Regions from separate parts of the Mus musculus genome. Here region 2 is linked to region 1. Evidence: chromatin contacts called from public promoter capture Hi-C data. All regions are on one chromosome and are shown on one strand. Each heading gives the region's core, a stretch centred on a gene start, on an enhancer-like site or on the middle of the called end of the contact. The rest is flanking DNA. Distances are from core to core; before and after follow the strand shown. Region 1 overlaps 1700037H04Rik (RIKEN cDNA 1700037H04 gene). Region 2 overlaps Rnf24 (ring finger protein 24).

What was found. Capture Hi-C pulls out chosen DNA fragments and counts their contacts.
Region 2: a promoter capture Hi-C map of adipose tissue shows a contact between it and region 1. The contact joins two enhancer-like sites. A contact is called at or near these places in 1 of 39 promoter capture datasets (pre-B cells), 2 of 115 datasets of contacts at active chromatin or transcription factors (bone marrow-derived macrophages and memory CD8 T cells) and 3 of 9 other capture datasets (adipose tissue, liver and pancreatic islet).

The regions. Positions count from the first base shown.
Region 1 is chr2:131,146,889-131,150,364 of GRCm38.p6, reverse strand. It overlaps 1700037H04Rik (RIKEN cDNA 1700037H04 gene), which reads left to right. Exons shown (of 6, transcript NM_026091.3): 4 at 2,071-2,209; 5 at 3,082-3,204; 6 at 3,390-3,476. Among named protein-coding and RNA genes, the nearest start is that of Gm14232, 8.7 kb to the left of the region's middle. Within about 2 kb of position 1,619, at least 16 of the 459 cell types and tissues checked have an H3K27ac peak or open chromatin away from gene starts, as enhancers often do. A contact at or near this core is called in adipose tissue, where this site is marked.
Region 2 is chr2:131,305,953-131,309,428 of GRCm38.p6, reverse strand. It overlaps Rnf24 (ring finger protein 24), which reads left to right. Exons shown (of 6, transcript NM_178607.4): 3 at 912-954. Among named protein-coding and RNA genes, the nearest start is that of Mir103-2, 20 kb to the right of the region's middle. Within about 2 kb of position 1,733, at least 8 of the 459 cell types and tissues checked have an H3K27ac peak or open chromatin away from gene starts, as enhancers often do. A contact at or near this core is called in adipose tissue, where this site is marked.

The DNA of each region.
Region 1 (3,476 bases), core at 370-2,869:
TTTAAAATTATTACTGTGTGTGCACTGTTCTGCATGTGCCACAGCGTGCATGTGGAGGTCAGGGAGCACTGTGTGCAATCAGGACTTCACATTGGACTGACCTCACGTCCAAAGCCTGTGTGTGTGGCAAGTACCTCTATCCATTGAGTCATCTTACCAGCCCCTAGGAAGCTTTTTTTTAAAAAGCTTTTCCTTCCTTCCTTCCTTCCTTCCTTCCTTCCTCCCTATCTATCTATCTATCTATCTATCTATCTATCTATCTATCTATCTATCTATCTATCTAATCTACCTACTATAGAGACAGGGTTTCTCTATGTATCCCTTGGCCATCCTGGAATTCACTCTGTAGACCAGGCTGGCCTTGGACTCAGAGATCCGCCTGCCTCTGCCCCCAGAGTCCTGGGATTAAAGGCGTGCACCACCACTGCCCGGCCTTTTTACATTTATTTATTTTGGGGGACGTGTGCTATAGCATACATATGGAGGTGTGGACATCTTTCGAAAGTCAGCCCACCCCTTCTTTTGAGTAGGTTCTGAGGACCAGATTCAAATTGTCAAGTCAGTGGTGAGTACCATTTCGCCCACTGTGCCCGCTCAGTAGACCTGATAAGCTTTTGAGGACCATTGACATGGCTTAGCAGGTAAAGGTACTCGCCCAGCCTGGCTACCTAAGTTTGGTCCCAGAACCTACTTGGTGGGAGGATAGAGCCAGCTACTGCAAATTATCATCTGACCTGCACAGCACTACAGCATGTGGTAAGCCAGTAAAAAGAAACCCAATTGTTTTTTTTTTAAAGTGTTGTTTTGCTTTTTTTAAGACAGGGTCTCATGTACTCCAAGCTGTCCTTGAACTGGCTGTGTAGCCAAGGATGACCTTGGGCTTCCCATCCCTCTGCCCCTGCCTCCAGAGTGCTGGGATTACAGGTATGGCCCACTAGGCCTGATTTGATTTGGTGATGGGAGCAAACCCAGGGCCATGCATGCTAGACAGGCACTCTACCAACTGAGCTCTGGCCCCGGCTCACTGGGTAGCTCACACTGCTCTTCAACCTGTAGCAGTCCTGTTGCCTTGGTCTCCATGCTGGGAGTAGACGAGAGCTACCTCGCCTGCCTCAGAAAGCTTTCAGAAGGACACTCTTCTCAGAAGCATTTCAGATTCTGACCCTTCACACCAAAAAGTTCCCAAGGCCTCTGTCCCAGAGGGACAGCATCGGTTTGCCAGGCAGTGTATCTGGATGACAGAAATGACTTGGGCCATGAGCAGAGGTCACTGATCACATGGCACCACTGAGTGTGCAGGTGGGCACACATCCATTACCACATGTCGGCAGACAGGATCACAGGTTTAGTTAATATTTGGCTTTTGACTTGCTGGGGGCTCCCACAGCTAGTTTAGTGGTTTTTTTGTTGTTGTTGTAGTTAGTTAGTTTGGTTGGTTCTTGGTATCAAAACCAGTGACTCATACGTGTTGAATACATAGTCTACCACTGAGCCATTCCCCAAACCCTAATGTCCAGTTCTCCAGTTCTGTTTTCTCTTCAATCCCATGCCATCTATCAAGTCATGAAGTCACCAGCATTCCTTCCTGGCCTGCTTGATCTGGATAGGTGCTGGAGTGACGCTTCCCCTCCCTGGCTGTGACTGGTTTCTTACTGAGTACTACACAGGACAGGAGTGACCAGGAGGTCTAGGAAGGACTTTTCTATTGTTTACAATGTGACCTCTAGGCAGTCACTTCCTGACTTCCATATTCTTATCTATAAAACTGAGGCCTATGGGGTCTCTGAGACAGACACTGGGGCGTGACCCTTCACACAAAAAATTTCCCAAGGCCCCTGTCCCACAGGGACAGCATTGGTTGCCAGGCAGTGTATCTGGACAACAGAAATCACTTGGGCCTTGAGCCTTAAGGGGAAGGGATTGTTGAAAGGCCTGGAACAGCTGGAGAGTAGCAAGCGTTGGGCTTCCAGGGAGGCAGGTGCTGGGGCCCACCAGGAGCCCAGGCGGCCGCCCTGATGCCCTAGAGGAGCCCCAGTGAAGGTGCTTCTCCCTCCTCCCCTGTTGCTGCAGGTTGGCTTCCTGAAGATCCTGCACAGGTATGAGATTACCTTCACTCTGCCTCCAGTGCGCAGACTGAGCAAGGACATCCGTGAGACCCCTGTCCACAGCTTGCACCTCAAGCTGCTCAGCGTCACACCCACCTCTGAAGGTAGGTCCCCTCCTGGGCTGCGGGGGCCTGCTGGGAGTAGGAGGGAGGAGAGCATGTGTTTCTTTGCCCTTTCCCTAGCTAGGGTGATCAGGCTGCTCAGTAAAAGTCAGGGGCTTGGCACCTCCTTGAGTTTCCAGTGTGGGAGCATGGCAGTTCCAGCCCCAGGCGTCCATTTTTGGACAGAAAATCCATTCCATTGACATACACTCCAGGTTTGCATACCTCTTCACTGTCTGATGGTACCTTCAGTGGAGATGTCCCAGAGATGGGAGCCACTGAGGAACTGCCTTTGGGCTTCCAGCCTTCCCTCTCATCTTCCTGGATAAAAAGGCAGGAGCTGTAGGCGCTTTGGGTGGCTGATATCTAGAACGTTCCATCCAGGCATTGGGTTCTATGCTGCTTCTCCGGCTGGCTCCTGGTGCTGCCCCGACTCCTGGTCACCAGCCTGACGGAGACTAGGGCGCCAGTTTCAAGGGTATGAAGCCGAGCACTGGCTTCAATTCCACATCCCCACTTCTGCTTCCTAATCACTTGCTGTTTAGCGGACGTTCCTTTCTCTCCACCCCATCTGTTCAAAACCCACTCTGACAGCCTCTCCTTGATCTCCATCACCCCCTTCCTGCCATCTTGTGTGGCACTAGTGGGACCTTAGAAGGATGAATTAGATCCTGTCTTCCACCTTTAGAGCCACACTGAGTTCTCAGGCCAGGGGCACATTGGCCTTATTTGAAAGGATGGGGAGTTTCTTAAGTCCTGTACCAGCTCTGTAGGGTGGGTCTCTGAAGGGACCATCTGGGGACTGTGCATGCTGGGGACAGTATGGAGGAGCTGTAGGAGATACTGATTGCCTATCCATCCCTGTCCTCCAACAGGTTACAGCATCAAGTGTGAGTACTCGGCACACAAAGAAGGTGTTCTCAAAGAGGAGATGCTCCTGGCCTGCGAGGGTGACATAGGCACCTGTGTGCGTGTGACGGTGCAGGCGCGGGTCATGGGTGAGTTAGGGTTAGGGCAGGTCTGGTTAGAGGAGGGAGACATGAGACCGGCTTCAATAGATTCTTGAAGCTGGCAGGGTCTTTCCCCGAATCCCCAGCTAATGCCAGGGAGAGGTCCCTGTGGAATAAACCTTGTGTGGTGCCAGCATGCAGCCAGCACGCTCTAACTCGGGCCTACCTTGCAGACCGGCACCACGGTACACCCATGCTGCTGGATGGTGTCAAGTGTGTGGGCGCTGAGCTGGAGTATGACTCGGAACAGAGCGATTGGC
Region 2 (3,476 bases), core at 484-2,983, 160 kb before region 1:
TGCTGCAGTTCATGGGGAAAGAAGGAACTTGATAAATGTTATAGAGCCAGTAAGAATCAGTTTAGGGATAAAAAGAATCTAAGACCCTACCTTACAATTCACATAAAATAGAGCTCTCAGCCCTTAATGTAGTAGATAAAATAAAACGTGATTTTTCAGAATGTGGGGCATTGTCTTGAGACTGTCTTATGTAGCCCAGGCTGGCCTCAAATTCTCTGTAGCCAAGAATGACCTTAAACTTTTGATCCCTTTACCACTGTCTCCAAGTGCTGGGATATCATGTTTGTCTCCAGACATTGACTTCAGGAGAATTATCCTTTATTCATTCATTCATTCATTCATTCATTTTTGGTTTTTCGGGAGAGAATTATCCTCTTAATCTTTGGCTAAGCAGACATTTCTGAAACTGGATACAAAAAGAATATCCGTTAGGGACTCTGGATTGGAAGAAACCAAATACAAAGGAGAATGCACCAAGCGACCCATGGATGTGAATCTTAAAGCAAGCACAGCTAACCTACATTTGGCCAATTGGGCAGTTCTAAGGGTGGACACTGACTGGGAAAGGTCACTTAGAAGCTTCAGGGATCCTCGGAAGAACCTATATCTTGATGTAGATGAGAATTATTCCTGCAGATGCATTTTTTACATTTCTGAACTATGTACTTAGTTTTTTGCACTTTATTGAATTTGTGTATTAATTTTTTTAATTAAGAAGAATGAGACAAATTAACTATTGAACTAAGACTTTGCTTAACATGAAAAATCTTTATCTTCATTACAATGTTTGATGTATTGAGATTCTTATTTCAATGAGATTTCTCTAGAACTTAAGAGTGGGTACTATCCCATGGTTCAGTGGGAACTCTCTCCAAAATCTCAATATCTCACCATTCATTTGTGTCTTTTAGGCTGAGACATCAAGCACACAAAGAATTTTATGCCTACAAACAGGTGAGAAATTGAATTACAAGTAGCTTTTACTGTGCTTTTCAATAAACTTTGAGACTGAGTTCCATTCATAGTTTAGGCTGGAATTCTCTTACTATGGGTTCATCTTCGCTTTTCCTTTGTCAGTTTATACCACAGAATAGAGCAATTTGATTTTCTAATGTGATCTTTTATTTGAAGCTATAGAAAATTTAGGTGATAGGATAAGATGACGGAATTTCAGCCAGTATTTGTCGAAGAAAAATGTTGTCATCTGTAACACTTCAAGTCACCACTGACTTAATGGAGTGCATATCCCACTGTGTGGGTCTCCTCTTTTATGAACAATAGGGGCTGCCCAGAGGAGCCAGCTGTGTTCCTGTGTTCACTCTTGCCCTTGGGTCAGCAGCCTTTCACCCACATGTTTTTGATCACCCCAGCTTGCTTTGTTGGTGTTGGCATGTTTTGTTGTTTTAAGCAGGATCTTACTAAATGCCCAGGGTTGACCTGGGACCTATTTTGTAGTCCAGGCTGGTCTGAACATGATGCAATCCCCATCACGGCCTTCCAAGTGCTAACAGGCCTGTGTTGCCATGCTGATAGACGCTACCTTTTCTTGAAGCAAAAACAGTAGTTTATACTTCCATGTATCATCTATTAATATTTTACTGCTAACATAATCAAATAGTGGTCCTAGATTTCCCTTAATTTTGGCCCCAAACATGACATTGTTGATGTCCTTAGCTTCTCTGAGACAGTAAGAGAGGTGGCTTCTTTGGCTCTGCTGACTCTGAGGTCACATTTTAGAGTTGTGTGTCCTTCTGTTTGACTGTGTGGAAGTGTTTGAGGGGAACTCATTGTGCACCGTGCATGACTACTGTGGCCTCTGGCGTCTGCCATGTGGGCCTAGCACAGATGAATGCTGAAGTTTCTAAATGAATAAGTCGCCTGTCTCAGTCCTGTCATAATCTTAAGTATCTACAAGACGTTTGGGTATAAGTTAACTATAGAGTAAAACTGGCCTTGATGGTCATTTAATAGGTAGAATTCACGGAGAACTGGTGAGGTGAGGTGAGGTGAGGTGAGGTGAGGTGAGGTGAGGTGAGGTGAGGTGAGGTGAGGTGAAAGGTAACCTAGTCCTGAGATGCGTAAGATTTTAGCACATCATCCTCTGGGTGGACAGCAGCTTGCTTTGTGATTTATGAAAATGCGATTTCCCTTAAATCTTTCCTAAAGATTTATTTATTTATTTTATGTATGTGATATACTGTCCCCCAGATCCCATTACAGATGGTTGTGAGCCACCACGTGGGTGCTGGGAGTTGAACTCAGAACCTCTAGTAGAACAGTCAGTGCTCTTAACTGCTGAGCCATCTCTCCAGCCCCCTTAAATCATTTTCTATTTGAATGTTAAACATCTAGAATTTAAACATTTTAACCAAATTTAACTTCTCTGATTTTCCCCTTTAAGATAAACATAAGCTGGGCAGAGGCAGGCTGATTTCTGAGTTCGAGGCCAGCCTGGTCTACAGAGTGAGTTCCAGGACAGCCAGGGCTATATAGAGAAACCCTGTCGAAAAACAAAAACAAAAACAAAAAAAAAAAGATAAACATAAGTAGAGGCTGTGAAGAGATGGCACAGTGGTTAAGAGCTCTTCTAGAGGTCTTGAGTTCAATTCCCAACAACCACAGGGTGGCTCACAACCATTTATAATGGGATCCAATGCCCTCTTCAGGTGTGTCTGAAGACAGCTACAGTATACTTATATACATAAAATAAATTAATCTTAAAATTTTTTAAAAAATATTTTACATGTACAGGTGTTTTCCCTGCATGTTTGTCGGCACACTGTGTGTTTGCCTGGTGTCCTTAGGCCTAAAGAAGGCATGAGAGAGTCAGATCCTCTGAGACTGGAGTTACAGAGGGTGTGAGCTGCCATGTGGGTGCTGAGAATTGAACCTGGGTCCTCTGAAAAGGAAGTCAGTGTTCTTAACAACTGAAATCTCTCCAGCCTCCAAAATTTTTTTAATGATGTGTATTATGAAATTTTTATTTTTTGATAGAATTTTTTCAATGTTCCGTTCATTTCAGCTGATGTTTGTTACCACACACCCAAAACAGATTTAGGTAAAAATTTTCTGAGGACATTGGCATATAATAATCAAACTTCCAAAATAAAATTTACTTTATATTTAATCTTGTATGAACTACAATTCTCATCAGCCAAAACTACTTTACTGAATATGAGGTTATTGCTTCTACCGAATTTATCTATGTCTTCAAGAAAAGGAAAGTATTGCTCTACTCTCAGAAGTATAGCTGGAAGTGGAACTTAGAAGAGTGTCTGCTAAGCATGCACAAAGACCCGCGTCCAGTCTTCAGCACCACCTAAACAGAGCATGGGGAATCACAGCCATTCAAGAGGTCATGGCAGGAAGATGAGAGGTTAAAAGTCATTATTAGCTACAGAGTGAGTTCAAGATCAGCTTGAGCTCTTTAAAAAATTAACTCAGCTGGTGGTGGCACATGCCTTTAATCCCAGCAT